Regions from separate parts of the Ovis aries genome. Here region 1 is linked to region 2. Evidence: chromatin contacts called from public Hi-C data. All regions are on one chromosome and are shown on one strand. Each heading gives the region's core, a stretch centred on a gene start, on an enhancer-like site or on the middle of the called end of the contact. The rest is flanking DNA. Distances are from core to core; before and after follow the strand shown. Region 1 has its middle 43 kb from the start of TRNAI-UAU. Region 2 overlaps LOC114113941 (a long non-coding RNA gene).

Region 1 (3,958 bases), core at 836-3,335, 93 kb before region 2:
ATGTGTGGCATCCGGCCCGTCCACTCCTCTAGACCATCCCTGATCCGTTTCAGTCCCTACACTTGGCCACAGATGGGGGCAGGGCGACTGGGATACTTATGTCTTTGCTGAGAAGTATCTCTGGGGGCTGAGGTTGTTTGGAAGAAAGCAGAGAAAAATGATCTGGCCATGCTTCAGATTGGGTTTTGGCCCTTTCCGACTTGTTCTGGGGAAGGGAGGGATGGGCTTTTTGCCAGAGATCCAGCCCTCTCAGAGGTGGCTGGCCCCCTCGCCCACCAGCAGCATCACCAAATGCAGGTCTGTATGTGAGTTTGTGTGCACACATCTCTGTGTGTTTACACGTGTATTCCTGTCTGTGCATATGTGTACATACAGGCATGTGTGTGTGTGTGGCAACATGTATGCCTGGGTCTGAGACCACGTGCTTGCTCATGCGTGTGTTTGTGTGTGCATGTTTATGTCTGTGCACGTGTGTTTACCTGCATGCTTGTGTCTGTGCACGCGTGTGCTATATACGCTTGTGCAGTTGTGTGTGTCAGTGTGTGCTTGCACGTGAGTGTTCTCTCCAGATGAATGGCATGATGAGTACCAGGCATTCAGCGGCTGAGGAGAGTTTTAGGTCTTGATTCGGGTTTCCAAATGGCCCCACGTGGGAACCCTTCCCCCTCCTTTGTGGCTGTTGAGATCTCTAACCCCAGAGAAAGGAGAACTTGGCCTTTGGAACCCAGAGGCCTCACTGGCTGGGGAGGGCGAAAAGCTACTTCCAAAGGCAGACAGGACCCACGTTGTGCTGTGGAGCCTGGAGCCAGCAAGACCTTGTTTAATTCTGAAGGAATGTGCACGGTCGCCGCCCAGCAGAGCAGGCCGCGGCCTGACTGGGAGCGTGGAGCCTGGGCTGCGGTGGCTGCCTTTGGAGGAGGCCAGGGACACACCTTCCAGGGACGGAAGGTCACACAGTCTTGTGCGGCTGGGGTGCAGGAGGGCTGAGAGAGGCTCGCAGAACCTGGGGGGCAGGGAATGCATATGATACAGAGAAGGGGCAGAGGAGTGGCCCCCGGAGACGGTGGTCATCAGGCAGGCTTCTCAGGACGGGGGTTTAGCTGGGCCCTGAAGAGTGGAGAGAACTCAGAAAGAGGCCGTTCAGGAGGAGGGAGGGCTTTGTGAAAGATGCAGAGATGGAAAAGGGCAAGGCCTTCACGGAGTGACAGAGCTGAGACTGTTTCCGGAGGGGTCTGGGAAGAGAGAAGAGGGAGCTGCTACTCCTGTCCACAGAGCGCTTTGAATGCCAGCTGGAGTTCATCCTTAGGCCATGGGGATCTAGTGAAGATTCCTGAGCGGGGAGTGGCCTGCCGAAAGACTGGCCGGATGATCAGACCACACGCTAGGTGGGGGTGGAGGCTGTGAGCAGAGGAGAAAAGAGGTGGGGGTGTTTGGAGTAAGGAAGCCCAGGGTCATGGGTGGGGTCAGATGTGGAAGAACTGAATCCACTTCATATTTTCTGACCCTCAGACACTCTTCAGATCTTGTTTCTGCGTTTGGATCCCCTAACCCGAGAATACTGTCAGCTGGGGACAGCGCCTCCCCACAGGCCAGTGGGTCCGGGAGATGGAGGCCAGGCCCCGACCCAGCCCAGGCCCCGGCCCCTCCTTCAGCACCTGCCCATCGTGGCCCTGACCCCTGCAGTGGGCCTCTGGGTGTCTCAGCCACCTAAACCCAAGAGCGGCATCTGTCACTGGGGGACAGGTGTCGCCCCAGGGCAGACAGAGGCAGGAGACCAAGGGAGACCCTGGGCATGAACGAGGCCAAGCGAATGTCAGTGTGGCCCAGCCCAGGTATGTTCATGAGGGTGAGCTCCATCCAGTCTTTGCAGGGGGTGTGGGACGCCAGCCAGCCCAGATTTGTAGGTGTACAGCAGTCTGAGTGCACACAGCCTGGCCTGCATGAGCCGGGGGTCTAGCACCTCGCGGGTGCCTCTGTTTGTTGAGTGAATAAGTGTGAATGTAGGCTCCGTGCAGACCCCTGGGGCAGATAGAATTCCAGAATCAGCAACTAAAGCTGTCCTCAGCAGAGGTCTGCATCAACTAGGGTAGGACTCCCTGGCCTCCTCAGTGGGTGGACACCGGCTCAAGTGTCCCTAACCGCCCCCACCCACACGGGGCAGGCTTGGTGGTACGTTGGGCTGAGGCCATGACACCACCCTGTTCCTCCCCGCTATTCCCTAAAGGAGGAATATAGCCTTCTTCAGCCATTCTGAGCCTCATGCTTCCTGTAAATTATGAAGTAAAGCATCAAGAACATCCTGGACACTACCCTGGCCTGGAGGTGGGGGGAATGCCTATCGTTGGGAAGGTCCTGGAGCAATGGGGGCAGCAGTCCACTCTCTCCCTGGTCTGGTTGAGCAGACACGAGCTTCCCTTCTGGAGATGAAGATGATTTCAGCCTTCAGAGTCGTGAGCTGGTTTAAATTTTTCCAAGCTGGGAAAGTGAACCTTTCTGGCAGGTGTGGTGATGGGACCCCGGTGTGTGTAGGAGCCTCAGGGTCCTAGACTCCCAGGCCCTGGCCTACCACATGGGCCAGACTCTGAGGCTCCCAGGCCAGGCTCTCCTGGGCCCCTGGCCTGCCCAGCCTTTGGTGCCACCCATCTGTAAAGGGGTCTCTGGAGCCAGGTGTTCATTCCTGGAGGTGTCTTGGTGGCCCTGGGGGAGATGGAGGTGGCATTGGTGTTTGACAGGAACAGTTAGTGTCTTATCAGGCCCAGCCCTGCCCGAGTTATGCAGGCAGGTCTGAGCAGGCTGAGGTGCTGTGGGGAGGAGAGAGGAGCCTGCCCAGCGTGCTTCCTGCTTCTCTCTTTCCCCGCCCCCTTCTTCAGCCTCATTTCTGATCCCTTGCCCCTCTGCCTCTCCCTCCCCAGGGAGCTGGAGTGTATAGCCCTCGTCTGGCCAGTTGGCTTTTCCAGGTTCCAGCTGCTTTGGGGCTTCATGGGTGCTGCTACATAGACAGCTCGGGCCTCTGCAAAGCTCATCATCTGGCTGGTTGTAGAGTCTCCTTAAATTCACTCTGAGCTGCCTGCTCCATCATCCTCCTGGCACATTGAGGAGCACCTTCCTGCCTGTGATGGTCTAATCCTGACGTAGAGTCTACACAATGCTGGGCTCTGTTGTGTTGCAGTCTGAAGCAAGAGGAAAAATTAGTAATGCCGAATCTGTCTTTACCGAAAAATCTGGTATTTCATTCATCCATCATGGATAGTTTGCATTAGTTTTAGTTTTTAAAAGTGTTGCATTAAGGGACTTCCCTGGTGGTCCAGAGGCTAAGACTCTGAGTTCCCAATCCAGGGGCCTATGTTCGATCCCTGGTCAGGGAGCTAGATCCCACATGCCACAACTAAGACCCAGTTCAGCCAAATAAATAAATAAAAAGTATTGCATTAAAATATGAGTTGTCTTGCCTACTGAGTATTTTGGTGTCCCTAAAATCTGGCACCTGAGGTGAAGTCAAAGAGACAGGATTCCGTGGTCTGGGCCCTGGAATGTACTAGTTTTGAAAGTTGACCTCTTCCTTTCCAGGAGTAGCTTGTGAAGTCTGGAGGGTATGGATGTATGCGAAGAGGAGAGGGACGAAGGGAGAGGAAGATGACAGATTCAGAGTTTCTGCTAATGTTTCCATGGTGCTGAGGAGCAGGGCCTGGGGGAGGGGACCCAGCCCAGGGTTTCACTGAGCAGGAAGGTGGGTTTTTGTAGTGGAAAGATTAGCAGGGAGCAGAGTTGGGATGGAGGGGGAAAAAATCATCTGTGAAACAAAGTGAAAAGAATTCATTTCTATAAAGGCAGTCAGGTTTGAGGGGATGAGATGGGGAAACGTAAAAGCTGGGAGGCGTTTACAGAGCCACAGGGGATCATTAAGCCCTCCATCACCCACCTTCAGTGGGGTTTGCTCCACACACACACTTGCCTTGTG
Region 2 (3,989 bases), core at 1,061-3,560:
TTCAGATTAGCGGCTTATTGAAGCCAGAGGAAGAGGTAGAAGAGATGCCCTCCAAAAGTGGTTTAAATAAAGCCTGTTTTGTGCACACTGATTGTCAGAAGGGCAGGAAATGCTAAATCAGCGGTGCTCCTGGGCCTTGGTGAGGAGACAGGAGGTGTTTTGGAAGGGAGTGGAGGCGGCGGGCCGCCAAAGCCCGCCCCTGTGATCAGAAGGAGGCACAGGCAGTCCTCCAGTGATCAGCCACGTGGTTGCTTCACCCCTTTGGCCATCCGTAAAATGGGACCCTGCCCCCCTCACTGGGCAGTTGTGGAGAGAGTGGAAGAGACAGTCTGAGGTTTTACCCAAATATAAGAGCAGCCATCCAAAGGGTGGTTTTGCTGTGGGGACATACTGTGGGTGGAATGGGTGGTTGCGAAGGAGGGGGTGAGATTTTCCCACTTGGAGAGGGAAGGGTCCGGGGAAGAAGATGTTCAAAAGTTTTCCAGAGGGGCCTCTATTCCCCCACCTGTGAATGAGGGTCATTCTAGAATCTTCAAAGCTTGTTCTGTGAGTATAGTTTCCCCAATGCTGAAAATAGTCCTCCTGAAATGAGAAGCCAACTTTTGGGCTGGGTCCCTCAGAATTGGTTTCCCAACCCAGGATCTGTTGTTCTCTACCCTCCCCAGAAGTGTGGAGGTGGGTGCAGGCTAGGGGTGGGCGGTGGAGGAGGGCAGGGTGGGCTTGCGCCTCAGGGACTGAGGGGGCCATCAAGGCCTGCTGGTATATTTGATGGAGACTCTTTAAATTCTGGGTAAGACATGCCTTAAAAGCACCATTGAGAGCAAGGGCTCAGATGCCTGCACTCAGCCAAGCTCCCTGTCAAAGTCGAATAAGCCCGGAAAACAAGAACATGTATTCACAGCCCTGAGCCTTCCCTGCTTCCCAGGCTTATTTCATTTGAAAATAGTCAGAGCTGGAGAGCGGGGAGGAAGAAGCGAAGTACAGCCTGATTGCTGAGTGACCCTGTGTCTGCTGGGGGTGGGGTGCGGGGGCTTGTATAACCTCTTAGGGCCAAGTCCTTCCTCCCTTTCCCTTCCCTTTCTTTCCTGCCCCCTCCAGTCTCTTCTGAAATCACCACATCACCCTCTGCTGATCCATTTATAGCTTATAAAATGTGTCCAGATTAAGCCAGCTCAATACCTTTCAATGATTTACCCAGACAGCCAAACGCGAGTGAACCCTCCGGTGAACACAACCCAAATATCTGTATTTCAACGTTGACTCCTAAACGAAGTAAAAGTATATGTGTTTTGAGTTTTCAGTTAGTTATCTGTGCTTCAGCAAGCTTCCGGGTGATTCCGAGGCAGGCTAAAGTTTGAGAATATTATTCTAGAGCATGCAAAGGTGCATCCTGAGTCTAGAGGTGAGGCAGGAAGGAGTGATGGCATTTCCCACTTGGAGACGGCTCTGGGAGCCCTTTGCTAGGAAGGACACCTGTTCTGGCCGCCACCTTCCTTGGGCCTCTGGTCTCTCAGTCGGGGTGACGAGCTGAAGCTGCCTTCAGATAGTTTCTATACCCCTTGGAGATTGATTCCTGACTCCCCTCTATGGCGTGTCCATCTTCTCATTCTTGAGGTCTAGAGGTGACTGAGAGCATTTCTCAAATGTGTCCCACTCACGGCCCTTTGCCCACCCACCCCCGGGGTCAGCAAAGCTCCCAGCATCCCCTGCGCCTTGATTTTCCCCCACCGGCAGATGTGTCTCACTGTGTTGATGAAAATGTCCTGTGTCTGAGCTGTCCAAGATGGCAGCTGCAAGCCACACATCACTGTTGAGTGCTTGAAATGTGGCTGGGGTGGCTGAGGAAATGAAATTTAAATTGGCTTTCATGTAAGTTAATTTAAATTCGAATAGCCACATGCAGCTCGTGGTGGCTACTGTTGTGGACAGTGACATTCTAGACTCTCTCTCAATGCCTTCGTCTCTAATTTCTGCCTTCCCCTTACCCTTGGCAAGTGCTCCATTCCTACCAAATCCCATCCCACTGCATGGAGGGGAAACTGTGGCCTGAAAGAGGGGGCCCTCTAGGATACACAGGAAGCCAGGGGGAACTGGGAGCCATCCCCTACCCCTACTCTGCCTTCAAGGCCAGGCCTCAGGCCAGCAGCCCCATCAGACCTTGGCCTCTAGCCGAGGTGTGGGAAGTTGAGTGTGATGAAACCCAAGCCCCCTTGGCAGGCGCCCAGCTGTGGTTTCACACTTGAGCTGTGGAGTTGGGAGGAGGCGGCTGGAGAGGACCGTCAGAGGATGGGAATTCGGGTGGCCTGGCCAGCAGGCCCTATGAGCAGGAGCTGTCCCCAAGGGGGTTTCCAGACCGAGCAGGCTGCCAGATTGCGTGGGTGCCTCCTGGTGGCTGAGGGCTCAGTATGAGCCAGGCCTTCCCGTTGCCCCTCTGTGGGGAGTGACAGAGAAGGGACGGAGAAAGTGCTGAATGAGTATATGTGACTGCATGTGATGACTGTGCGTGTGTGTGTGTGTGTGCCTGTGTGTGTGTGTGTGTGTGTGTGCATGCCTAGAGAGGGATGGCACCAGCTTCTCTAGGGAGGAAATCAGCCAGCTCACCCTACCTTCACCGCCACCATCCCCTGCTACATAATTTGCAGGGCCCAGTGTAAAATAAAAACGCAAGGTCCGTTGTTTTATTGAAGATTGCAAGAAGGTGACATCAGAACATTAAACCAAGTACAGGGCTTTCTGAGCATGGAGTCCTGAGTGACTGACAGCTTGCCAATCATGAAGCTAGCCCTGCTTCCAATGCTGGAGACAGACATGGGAAGGTCTCAGAACAGAGGACCTATGTTCTGGGCCAGCCTGAGGGCAGAAGCTGGCCCATTTCTCTGCACTCAGCCCCTCGGGGCTCCTGGAGGAAGACAGAGGTTTTGAGTCTATCCCAAGTCTTCTCTTAGATGGGCTGATGCCTTCACACTGGGGAGGAGAAGGCTTCAGAGACAGCATTGCTGCACCTGCCCCCACCCCTGCCCCAGCCTCAAGGGGGCGCCATGGAGGCAAGATGCTGTCAAAAGCAATGCATGTTGACGGGGTACTTACTTCACACCTGGAGCCTTGCTAAGTATCTTGCCAGTGTTACTGCATTTGACCTTCCTGACATGCCAGGAGACAGGTACTCTTATTTGCCCCTTTTGCAGAAGGAGGGGCTTCCTGCAGGGAAGGGAAATGTTCTGTATCTTGATTGTGTGGTTTGTGACATGCACGCATATGTTCATCAAGAGTCATCAAGCTCAAGTGAGTCACACACAATCTGTGTGTTTATTGTGTATAAATTATCCCTCAATAAAGCTGATTTATTTAAAAAAACGTATTTTGAAAATTGAGACTTTGAAGACTTGCCCAAGGTCACATTCCTAGTGAGTGACTGAACTAGGTTTTTTAACCTAGGTGCTCAAGAGTAGTGCCAAGCTGGTGCAAAGATCACAGACCCTGGGGTCAGAGAGATGAGGTTCCAGACCAAACAATTTGTTTTTGAGCAAGTTACTGAGCCTCTCCGTTCCTCAGGGTCCTCATCTACAAAATGGCCTCCAAGGTGGTGGTTTAGTTCAGGGGCCTGTGGGCGAGATGAAAGTCACTTGGTCGTGTCTAACTGTGTGACCTCAGGGACTGTAGCCCACCAGGCTCCTCTGTCCATGGAATTTTCCAGGCAAAAACACTGGAGTGGGTAGCCATTCCCTTCTCCAGGGGATCTTCCCAACCCAGGGATTGAACCCGGGTCTTCTGCATTGCAGGCAGATTCTTTACTGTCTGAGCCACCAGGGAAGCCCATGGGTGGGGTGAGGACCCCACAATGTCCCCCGAAGCTGCACAAGGTGCTCTTGTCCTGCTGCTCGTGACTAGGCACGGGGAGCAGAGCCAAGAGTCTCCATCTATCACCCTTCTCTGCCTCCACCAGCCCTCTGTGGCTTCCAGCTCAGGCTCTGCCCCCTGACCAGGAAGCA

Evidence for each region. A called contact is a pair of places that touch in the nucleus more often than the background predicts.
Region 1: a Hi-C map of omental adipose tissue shows a contact between it and region 2, with 1.9 times the contacts expected there. The contact joins two enhancer-like sites. A contact is called at or near these places in 5 of 16 Hi-C or Micro-C datasets (blood, hypothalamus, omental adipose tissue and 2 more).

Annotation. Positions count from the first base shown.
Region 1 is chr3:81,304,763-81,308,720 of ARS-UI_Ramb_v3.0, reverse strand. No RefSeq gene overlaps it. Among named protein-coding and RNA genes, the nearest start is that of TRNAI-UAU, 43 kb to the left of the region's middle. Within about 2 kb of position 2,085, at least 13 of the 54 cell types and tissues checked have an H3K27ac peak or open chromatin away from gene starts, as enhancers often do.
Region 2 is chr3:81,211,787-81,215,775 of ARS-UI_Ramb_v3.0, reverse strand. It overlaps LOC114113941 (a long non-coding RNA gene), which reads left to right. Exons shown (of 3, transcript XR_003588726.3): 1 at 1-3,989. Among named protein-coding and RNA genes, the nearest start is that of TRNAI-UAU, 140 kb to the left of the region's middle. Within about 2 kb of position 2,310, at least 14 of the 54 cell types and tissues checked have an H3K27ac peak or open chromatin away from gene starts, as enhancers often do.